Linked DNA regions of Mus musculus: regions 1 and 2 are each linked to region 3. The links are chromatin contacts, called in public Hi-C maps. All regions are on one chromosome and are shown on one strand. The core of a region is the stretch at or near the end of the contact, and the rest is flanking DNA. Distances in the headings are between cores, read along the strand shown.

Region 1 (2,998 bases), core at 182-2,681, 150 kb before region 3:
TACTATAGAGCAATAGTGATAAAACCTGCATGGAATTGGTACAGATACAGACAGGTACATCAATGAGGTAAAATTGAAGACCCAGAAATGAACCCACACAGCTATGGTTACTTGATCTTTGACAAGGGAGCTAAAACCATCCAGGGGAAAAAAGACAGCATTTTTCAACAAATGATTTTGGTTCACCTCACAGTCTGCATGTAGAAGAATGCAGATCTATCCATTTTTATCTCCTTGTACAAAGCTCAAGTCCAAGTGGATCAAGGACCTCCACCTAAAACCAGATATGCTGAATCTAATATAAGAAAATGTGTGGAAGAGCCTCAAATTCATAGGCTGGCATGACCACCCAGTTCTCCCAGAGTCTAGACCACCAACTAAGGAGTGTACCTGGAGGAATCCATGGCTCCAGATACACATGTAGCAGAGAATGGACTCTCTCACAGCAATGGGAGGGAAGACTGCTTTGATGCCCCAGAGTAGAGGGATGTTTGAGCAGTGGGCGAGAGTGTGGAGGGTTGAGGGGGCACTCTCATACAGGCCAAAAGAATGGGGAGGCCATATGTAGGATGGGGGGTTGGTGGAAGGAGTACCAGGAAGTGGGATATCATTTGAGATATAAACAAATGGAATGATTAATTAAAAAAAAAAGAATTCTGGTCATATTCGTACACCTACAACCTGTATCCCAAGAAACTCAAATAAACCTGCACCTGTGTGGACCAGTAACCCCATGACAATATAATTTGTTAACTAAGCAAAAGGACTTAGGAAAATGATGATGGTAAGTGATGAGACACTGATATGGCTCAGTACATAAGTGTCTGCTGCCAAAATAAGACCTGACTCTGTTGACAGGATCCACATTGGACAAGGAAAACTGATTGCTGAAGTTGTATTCTGACCTCCATACATGTGCTTTGACACACATGCATGTGTATATACAAATAAACATAGAGGCACAAAAACAAACACTAAAAAATGAATAGAAATATGTACCCTTAAAATTGGAAGGGAAAACACAAACATAAAAAAAAAAACAAAAAACAAATTGTAATGCCCAGTCTTAATGCCTCACTTGAGACTAAGAAGAAAAAGCTGTAAATCACAGTCCAGGCAGATATACAGGAAGATCCTTCTCAGAAACATCAAAAATGTTGAAAAGAAAGAAATATTTCACATAAAACAAAGGGGAACAAAGAAAGCCACACTTAAATATGTACTGTTGTGTGAAATGTTCACACATGTTTGCTACAATATGGCCATGACAGTAATGTGCACAGGTGAGGCAGACACTGGTGGTATGAGGAAACGCCATCTGTGTAAGACCTAATGGCAGAGGGTCTACTGCCTGACCTAGTCACACCATTGAGGAAGTCAGAGCATGGTGCTTAGTGGGCAGTTCCTCTTTTTGTGGGGCTGCTGATATATGACCATGTCATGGGGACTGCTCTGCCTCCAGTGCCACACCCTGTACCCAATCCCTCAGAAAGGCTCTGTAGCTCTGCCCTCGAGCACAGTTGCAGCCACTGAGGGGAGATGCCATGTCCTGCACCTTCACAGCCCTGCTCTGTCTTGGTGAGATGTGAAGAGGGGGAGGGGATACTGAGGTCTGGAAATGATCATGGCCTGTAGACCAGCACGCACCCAAAAGGAAACCTCAGGGTCTCAGATGTTTCTGCAGACTTGCTCAGCCTTAGGGACAAATCTCTTACAAAGAACTCTCTTCCAGGACTGACTCTGAGCCTCTGGATCCCAGTGCTGACAGGTGAGTGTGTCTGCAGCTGACCTGAAATGCTCTTTTCTTCAGATCCAGGAGCCATGCCTGGGCTGTGACGGTGGAAAACACCTCCTGTGTGTCAGTCCTGTGGGTGGTGGAAATGTCATGGGGTTAAGGACTGCAATCTGAGTGTGTTTGTCCTGAGTCCTAGTTGCTCTGTTACTTGCAGGGTCCCTCCCTAAGCCTATCCTCAGGGTACAGCCAGACTCTGTGGTCTCCAGGAGGACTAATGTGACCTTCTTCTGTGAGGAGACAATTGGAGCCAATGAGTACCGCCTCTATAAAGATGGAAAGCTATATAAAACTGTAACAAAGAACAAACAGAAGCAAGCAAACAAGGCCGAATTCTCATTCTCAAATGTACACCTAAGAAATGCAGGTCAATATCGATGTTCCTACAGCACCCAGGATGAATCATCAGGCTACAGTGACCTCCTGGAGCTGGTGGTGACAGGTGAGAGACACACAGGATCCTAGGCCTCAGGTTATAACTGTCCAGACTTGGCTCTGTTAACAGGAATGCCCACCCTCACTGTGGGAACCTCAGAGCCAAGGAGAACAATGAGGCTTGGGGATATTTAACTGACTCCTCCTTCTCTCCAGGACACTACTGGACACCCAGCCTTTCAGCCCAGGCCAGCCCTGTGGTAACTTCAGGAGGGTATGTCACCCTCCAGTGTGAGTCCTGGCACAACGATCACAAGTTCATTCTGACTGTAGAAGGACCACAGAAGCTCTCATGGACACAAGACTCACAGTATAACTACTCTACAAGGAAGTACCACGCCCTGTTCTCTGTGGGCCCTGTGACCCCCAACCAGAGATGGATATGCAGATGCTACGGTTATGACAGGAAAAGACCATATGTGTGGTCACCTCCAAGTGAATCCGTGGAGCTCCTGGTCTCAGGTGAGGAGCCTCAGCCTTCCATAGAATGATATTGAAATCATACAGGTTTCAGAGACCACTTGATGTGCGGTGTATGTGGGGATCCAGGGCTCTTTTGAACTTTGACACAGAGCACAGGAAACAGTGAGTCCAAGACTCACAGTGACAGCCAAGCCCAGAGTGCCCATTAGGGAGATGATTCTTTATGAGGGCTTCGGTTACTCTGGATCAGCTGTAGCACCATCCACCAGAGCTCCGAGATTCTGGAATAACAGAGAGAGGAAGGATGATGGTGGCTAGAGAGGTTGAGGACACCCGGAGGACACGCCC
Region 2 (3,049 bases), core at 136-2,635, 210 kb before region 3:
ACAGCTATATCTGGGTCCTTTCAGCAAAAATCTTGCTAGTGTATGCAATGGTGTCAGCGTTTGGAAGCTGATTATGGGATGGATCCCTGGATATGGCAGTCTCTAGATGGTCCATCCTTTCATCACAGCTCCAAACTTTGTCTCTGTAACTCCTTCCATGGGTGTTTTGTTCCTAATTCTAAGAAGGGTCACAGTGTCTACACTTTGGTCTTCGTTCTTGAGTTTCATGCGTTTAGCAAATTGTATCTTATATCTTGGGTATCCTAAGTTTCTGGGCTAATATCCACTTATCAGTGAGTACATATTGTGTGAGTTCCTTTGTGATTGGGTTACCTCACTCAGGATGATGCCCTCCAGGTCCATCCATTTGCCTAGGAATTTCATAAATTCATTGTTTTTAATAGCTGAGTAGTACTCCATTGTGTAAATGTACCACATTTTCTGTATCCATTCCTCTGTTGAGGGGCATCTGGGTTCTTTCCAGCTTCTGGCTATTATAAATAAGGCTGCTATGAACATAGTGGAGCATGTGTCCTTCTTACCGGTTGGGACATCTTCTGGATATATGCCCAGGAGAGGTATTGCTGGATCCTCCAGTAGTACTATGTCCAATTTTCTGAGGAATAAAGGCCCTTATAATAAAATAATACTAAAAGAGAGCGTGGATCCATACACCAGACTAGCGTGGGGATAGGGTATGAGTATATGGGTTATGAGAATGCCTGGTTCCAGGAGGGTGAGTTTCCTTGAAACTTTGCCTCATAAGTGCTTCCAGGCCTCTCGGCCTGCCAAGCAGACTTCACTGGAGCGTTCGTAGCAACTTCTCATTAATTCTAAGCTGGCAAAGGATAGTAGGGCTGAATTATCAGAAAGAAACTGGCTGTATCAGGGAAAGTACTCACTAAGAGTACACCTTAATTAACAAAAATAAGATATAAGAATGTGTGTATACCCCAGGGGGACAGTTTGCACCTCGTCACAATGAACAACCTCCCCTTCTTATTTATTTCCTAAGAACAGCTCACCCAATCACAGGATAAGTCAGACAAAAAACATTTGACCAAGGAGAATCCTTAGATATGAGGTAGATACGTACAGAGGGTACAGTTTAGTCCATGGGAGGCATGTGCCCTGTGTGAACACTCAGGTTGGCTCTGACCTCTGTTGTTTCTTTGTCCAGTTCCCAGACTCACATTTCCAGGATTACAGAGTGGAGACTATCATTCAGATCAGTGTGGCTGCTTTGGTTCTGGTGACTCTTGGGATTCTGCTGTTTCACTGCCTGTCACATCCGGAGAAGGACATGAGAGCATAGTGATTATAAGTGGGTGGAGAAAGGGGACTCATGCACTGGAGGATAACTGAGTGGAGCAGGAAGTATGAGCAATGTGCAGTGACATAAATATACAAAACTGTTGTATTGAAACCTGTTCTCTTGTATAGTAACCACATTAGTGAAGCAAATAAACTTAAAATAGATCTAAACATTCTGTATCTAGGATCACATGTGAACGTGTCAGTGTCAAGGTCTCAGGCAGCTCATGTTCTTGAAATTAATAGCCACAATCACCAAGGATTAGTAACAGCCTAAATATATGTCAACACATGTACTTATTAATGGATAAATATGGAATGTATACCAACCCAAGACCCATTTGCAGCAGTGCACGAGGCCAGTGATAGGCAGGTGCCTTTCTTCATGCCTTATCATGTTGGTAGTTAATAGCAAAAACCCACAAGCCTTTAAACAGATCTGACTGGTCTGACTCATTAATTTGTAACTGAACCACATTTAGCAGGTCAAAAATCCCAAACTAAACACAACCAGGAAATGAATGACTGAACATGCGGTTATTAGGTTATAATAAAGCAGATAAGGAGAGCAGAAGGCTTGAAGAAAGGAGGCATGAGGATTCCAGGGAACCCATATATACTTATGTCAGAAAGAGGTTTAGGTATGTACATCTTCTTGATGTACAGTCAGAGCACAAGAAAGGAAGATTGTAGATATATTTGGGACATTCCAGCAAGATTGTGGAATGGAACATATAACTTAAATGTACAAGCTCTTTTGGGCACATTCAGCTTACAGCATAACAATAATGAAAGAGAGCTTACATGTGGGCATGCTCAGTGTCCAAAATCAGAGACCATTAAGGTGGTCTCTGTCATGAAGAGGAATGCTTTCAAGAACGCTCAGTTTGCATCATAAGTATAGCAGACAGGAACACTGGACATTCTCAGGTTATGTTATAGAAGACTGACAGGGAAGTCTTTGGACATGCTTAGCATTCTGGATGATTTTAGCTGAATTAAGGATGGGACACTTTTAATACAGAAGGTGTTTTAATACAGAGGCTTTCTTGCAATAGTGCCAGACTCATTCAGTGGCTAACACGATGTGAAAAGTTCCCTTTCTATTAATTGAATACATTCTGGAGATATATGAAACATATTGTATGGCTAACAAAAGTGTTAGACAACTGCACTAAGGCTTGGTGGTACATTCTTAGTATCAGGTTGCTCAAGACACTGAAGTCAATGAGGATCTTGAGGCCATGAGCTCAAACCCAGCATGTACAACTAAATGAGACAGCATTTGAAAGACTATTTTGCAAGGAAGTAGATAGCAACATTATGTTTTTACAAAATCAGTAGCAACAGAAAGTGAAGGCAGTAGGAGGAAACTTAGAGGTGACAAATATGTATATGGTATAGGTTATATTGGTAACTTCATAAGAAATGTATATATCTAATCTTATCAAGTTATTGATATTAAATATGTAGAGATTTTTCTGTTTACTTTCTTTAAATTTATTTTTGATATGTACCTGTGTGTGCATTTATGTGCACATAAGTGCAGGTGCCCTTGAAGGCCAGCAGTGTTGGTTACCACTGGAGCTGGAGTTACAGGCAGTTGTGAACCTGTGCTGGGAATGGAGCTCAGGTTCTCTGGAAGAGCAGCCAGTGCTCTTAAACAAAGGCCTATGTTTCTAGCCCCCTATAGAGCTTTTCTTGTAAGTCCCAAATCATACTTTTTTTTCAAAGA
Region 3 (3,058 bases), core at 21-2,520:
AATCAAACAACAAGCTTAAGAGTCTACAGTTAAAATTACACAGGAATTGGAGAGATCCTGATCCTAGGTCACGCTGGTTTTCTGTGGCAGCAGCTAGCAGCTTTTCATCCCACTCTGTCCTGAGCACTTCGGGGCTAACCAAGACAGGGTCTGCCAGGGTTTCCACTGGATCACAGCCACTGTCCAGCACACAAGGTGTCCACGGCTGCCCTTTCTGAGTCTGGCGAGAGCTTCAGACCCACACCATCCTTAAGGGAGCAGTGACCCTTTGCAGTTTGCAATCAAGAGCTGTCTGGTTCATTTGGTTGTCAACCTGACATTCGTAAAAGACAGAGAGAGACCCTCATGTGAAGAGCTGCTTAGACCAGACTGTCCTGAGGGATTGTCTGTGGAGCATTTTCTTGATTGCTAGCTGATGTAGGAGGTAGACGCCCACTGTGGATGGTGCCATCCTTGGACAGGTAGGCCTGCACAGGTACCTGGGACAGGCATAGTAATACATGCCTTTAATTCCAGGCATGGCAGATCTCTGTGAGTTCAAGGCCAGCCTAGTCTACATAGCAAGTTCCAGGAAGGCCAGGGTTACAAAGTGAGACCCTCTCTGTAAAAAAAAAAAAAAAAAAAAAAAAGATAATAATAATAATAATAAAAATAAAAGCAAGGTACCTGACATATGCCTGTGAGCACACCTCCATTGGTATCTGCTTCAAGTTACTGTCCTGAGTTCCTGCCCTGGCTTGCCTCTTCCATGATAAACTATAACCTGTGAGTTAAATAAGCCCTTTTTCTCCCCAGGTTGATTTTGGTCATGGTGTTTATCACAGCAACAGAAAGCAAACTAGAACAACAGCCAAGTCAGAGAGGAGGCAGGAGTATATAAGGGCCCACAAAAATCTATAGCTATGCCTGCTCTTTAACAGTAGACCAATCAGTCCACCACAGCAGCTTTGGTGTCCACTGTCTTTGGACACTGCCCATAACCAGAGTGACTGTCTCCCCTATCAGCCTCCCCTTTTAGATTCCTAAAGGAGGCACCTGATGGACCATCTCCCCAGTAACCAACAGAGTACATGGACCTGCCATCCCCTGAGCCAGTGCCTACCTGTGGTCCAACTCAATGTAGCCAGCTAACGATAAATGCTAGAACTAACATTGCCACCTAGAGGATGATGAGGGCATAGCAGCCAGCATCCACAGACTTGAGTTCTAACAGTGCAACACTGTCCCTAAAGGATGATGAGGACATGGCAGCCAACATCCACAGTCTTGAGATTCTAATAGTACCAATACTGCCCCTAGAGGATGATGAGAGCATGGCCAGCAGCAGTCTTGGTAACACAGCTCCATCTGGGTCTCTGAAGGTTATCTGGGAATGGCATGTCCTCTCCCAGGGGATCCATGAGCCATGGCCAAGCCCACCAAACGGGCACTTTCCGTCCAAAGTCTGCGGGCTACTTCCTCATCTTCAGCCTCAGGAGATGGAGCCTTCTCTCTGAGTCCATCAAAGTACTTCCCCGAAACATTCTCCAGTTCTTCTGCCACGGCCAGATATGTGCTGGGCTGGGCCGCCAGCTGGGGACTCTTGAACAGCAGCCAGAAGAAGGGCCCTACAATCAACCACAGAACAGTCAAAAATAAAAATCCCCTGCTCCACCCTCAGGGAACCCAAAACCCAGCCTTGGAGGCTGGAAGCTGCCCTGAAGTCCCAGGGAACCTACCTCCAGGCCTTTGTGTCTGCAGTTCTCTCTACCTAAATGGCCCGTCCCAGGCAACACCCCACAAATTCCTCCAAAAGGAGAGATGAATCCAAAAGCGGCCTCCTATAGGAAGCCTCCCTGAGTGTTCCCAGAAAAATGAAAGCACATTTTCCTCTATTCTATGTATTGTTCCTAGAAATAATCTTTTCCTCTCAGGCAGGGCATGTGTCTCAGGCAGAGCATGTGTCTCAGGCAGGGCATGTGTCTCAGGCAGGGCATGTGTCTCAGGCAGGGCATGTGTCTCAGGCAGGGCATGTGTCTCAGGCAGGGCATGTGTCTCAGGCAGGGCATGTGTCTCAGGCAGAGCATGTGTCTCAGGCAGGGCATGTGTCTCAGGCAGAGCATGTGTCTCAGGCAGGGCATGTGTCTCAGGCAGGGCATGTGTCTCAGGCAGGGCATGTGTCTCAGGCAGGGCATGTGTCTCAGGCAGGGCATGTGTCTCAGGCAGGGCATGTGTCTCAGGCAGGGCATGTGTCTCAGGCAGGGCATGTGTCTCAGGCAGGGGCATGTGTCTCAGGCAGGGCATGTGTCTCAGGCAGGGCATGTGTCTCAGGCAGGGCATGTGTCTCAGGCAGGGCATGTGTCTCAGGCAGGGCATGTGTAGTCCAGGTTGGCCCTGACCTCAACTCCCTATACAGCCAAAGATGAACTTAAATTCCTTCCCTCTGCCTCTATGTGCAGAGTGCTGGGAGGCAAATCCCAGTGTTTGATTTTATGTGGTGCTGGAGATCAACCCCAGGGCTCCAGAAAGATAGCCAAGCAGTTCGCCAACTGAGCGACATCTCCAGCCCTCGATTCTGTGGTCTTCTCACGCTAAAATTCTTAATACATGCCCACTAAGTGACTCGGGCATTATGAATGCCTGCCACAGTGCTCTGTTGACTCAGACTACATTCTTGTACTTCTTCTCTCACACCGTTGATCCCAACCGCAGCCTCTCCTCCCTTCACTCTCCCAGTTTGCCTTCCTGCTTTCCCTCTCCCTCAGATCCACTCCTCCTCTATTTCCCTTCAGGAAAGAGCGGGCCTCCCAGGAATATCAACCGAACACAGCATAACAAGACACACTAAGACTAGGCACAATTCCACATGAGCTGCACAACCATAGCATACACAGAGGACCTAGCACAGACCTGTGCAGGCTTGGTGATAGCTGCTTCAGTCTCTGTGAATGAGCCCTACTTAGTTGATTCTGTGGGCCGTGTTCTCCTGGTACTCTCAATCCTGCTGGCTCCTACAACTCTTTCTCCCCCTCTTCTCTGGGATTCCCAAGCTTCAAGAGAAGTGATCCCATGACGCTTT

The links. A called contact is a pair of places that touch in the nucleus more often than the background predicts.
Region 1: a contact with region 3 is called in a Hi-C map of bone marrow-derived macrophages, with 24 read pairs. The contact joins two enhancer-like sites. A contact is called at or near these places in 1 of 484 Hi-C or Micro-C datasets (bone marrow-derived macrophages), 1 of 115 datasets of contacts at active chromatin or transcription factors (embryonic stem cells) and 2 of 9 other capture datasets (embryonic stem cells and macrophages).
Region 2: a Hi-C map of bone marrow-derived macrophages shows a contact between it and region 3, with 28 read pairs. The contact joins two enhancer-like sites. A contact is called at or near these places in 1 of 15 datasets of contacts at CTCF or cohesin (pro-B cells), 2 of 484 Hi-C or Micro-C datasets (the CH12 cell line and bone marrow-derived macrophages), 1 of 115 datasets of contacts at active chromatin or transcription factors (embryonic stem cells) and 1 of 9 other capture datasets (embryonic stem cells).

What each region holds. Positions count from the first base shown.
Region 1 is chr7:4,272,645-4,275,642 of GRCm38.p6, forward strand. It overlaps the pseudogene Gm15931. Among named protein-coding and RNA genes, the nearest start is that of Lilra5, 36 kb to the left of the region's middle. Within about 2 kb of position 1,432, at least 50 of the 459 cell types and tissues checked have an H3K27ac peak or open chromatin away from gene starts, as enhancers often do. A contact at or near this core is called in bone marrow-derived macrophages, where this site is marked.
Region 2 is chr7:4,214,281-4,217,329 of GRCm38.p6, forward strand. No RefSeq gene overlaps it. Among named protein-coding and RNA genes, the nearest start is that of Lilra5, 22 kb to the right of the region's middle. Within about 2 kb of position 1,386, at least 5 of the 459 cell types and tissues checked have an H3K27ac peak or open chromatin away from gene starts, as enhancers often do. A contact at or near this core is called in bone marrow-derived macrophages, where this site is marked.
Region 3 is chr7:4,426,196-4,429,253 of GRCm38.p6, forward strand. Rdh13 (retinol dehydrogenase 13 (all-trans and 9-cis)) reads right to left here. Exons shown (of 7, transcript NM_175372.4): 7 at 1-1,607. The coding sequence ends at 1,363. Among named protein-coding and RNA genes, the nearest start is that of Rdh13, 18 kb to the right of the region's middle. Within about 2 kb of position 1,271, at least 196 of the 459 cell types and tissues checked have an H3K27ac peak or open chromatin away from gene starts, as enhancers often do. A contact at or near this core is called in bone marrow-derived macrophages, where this site is marked.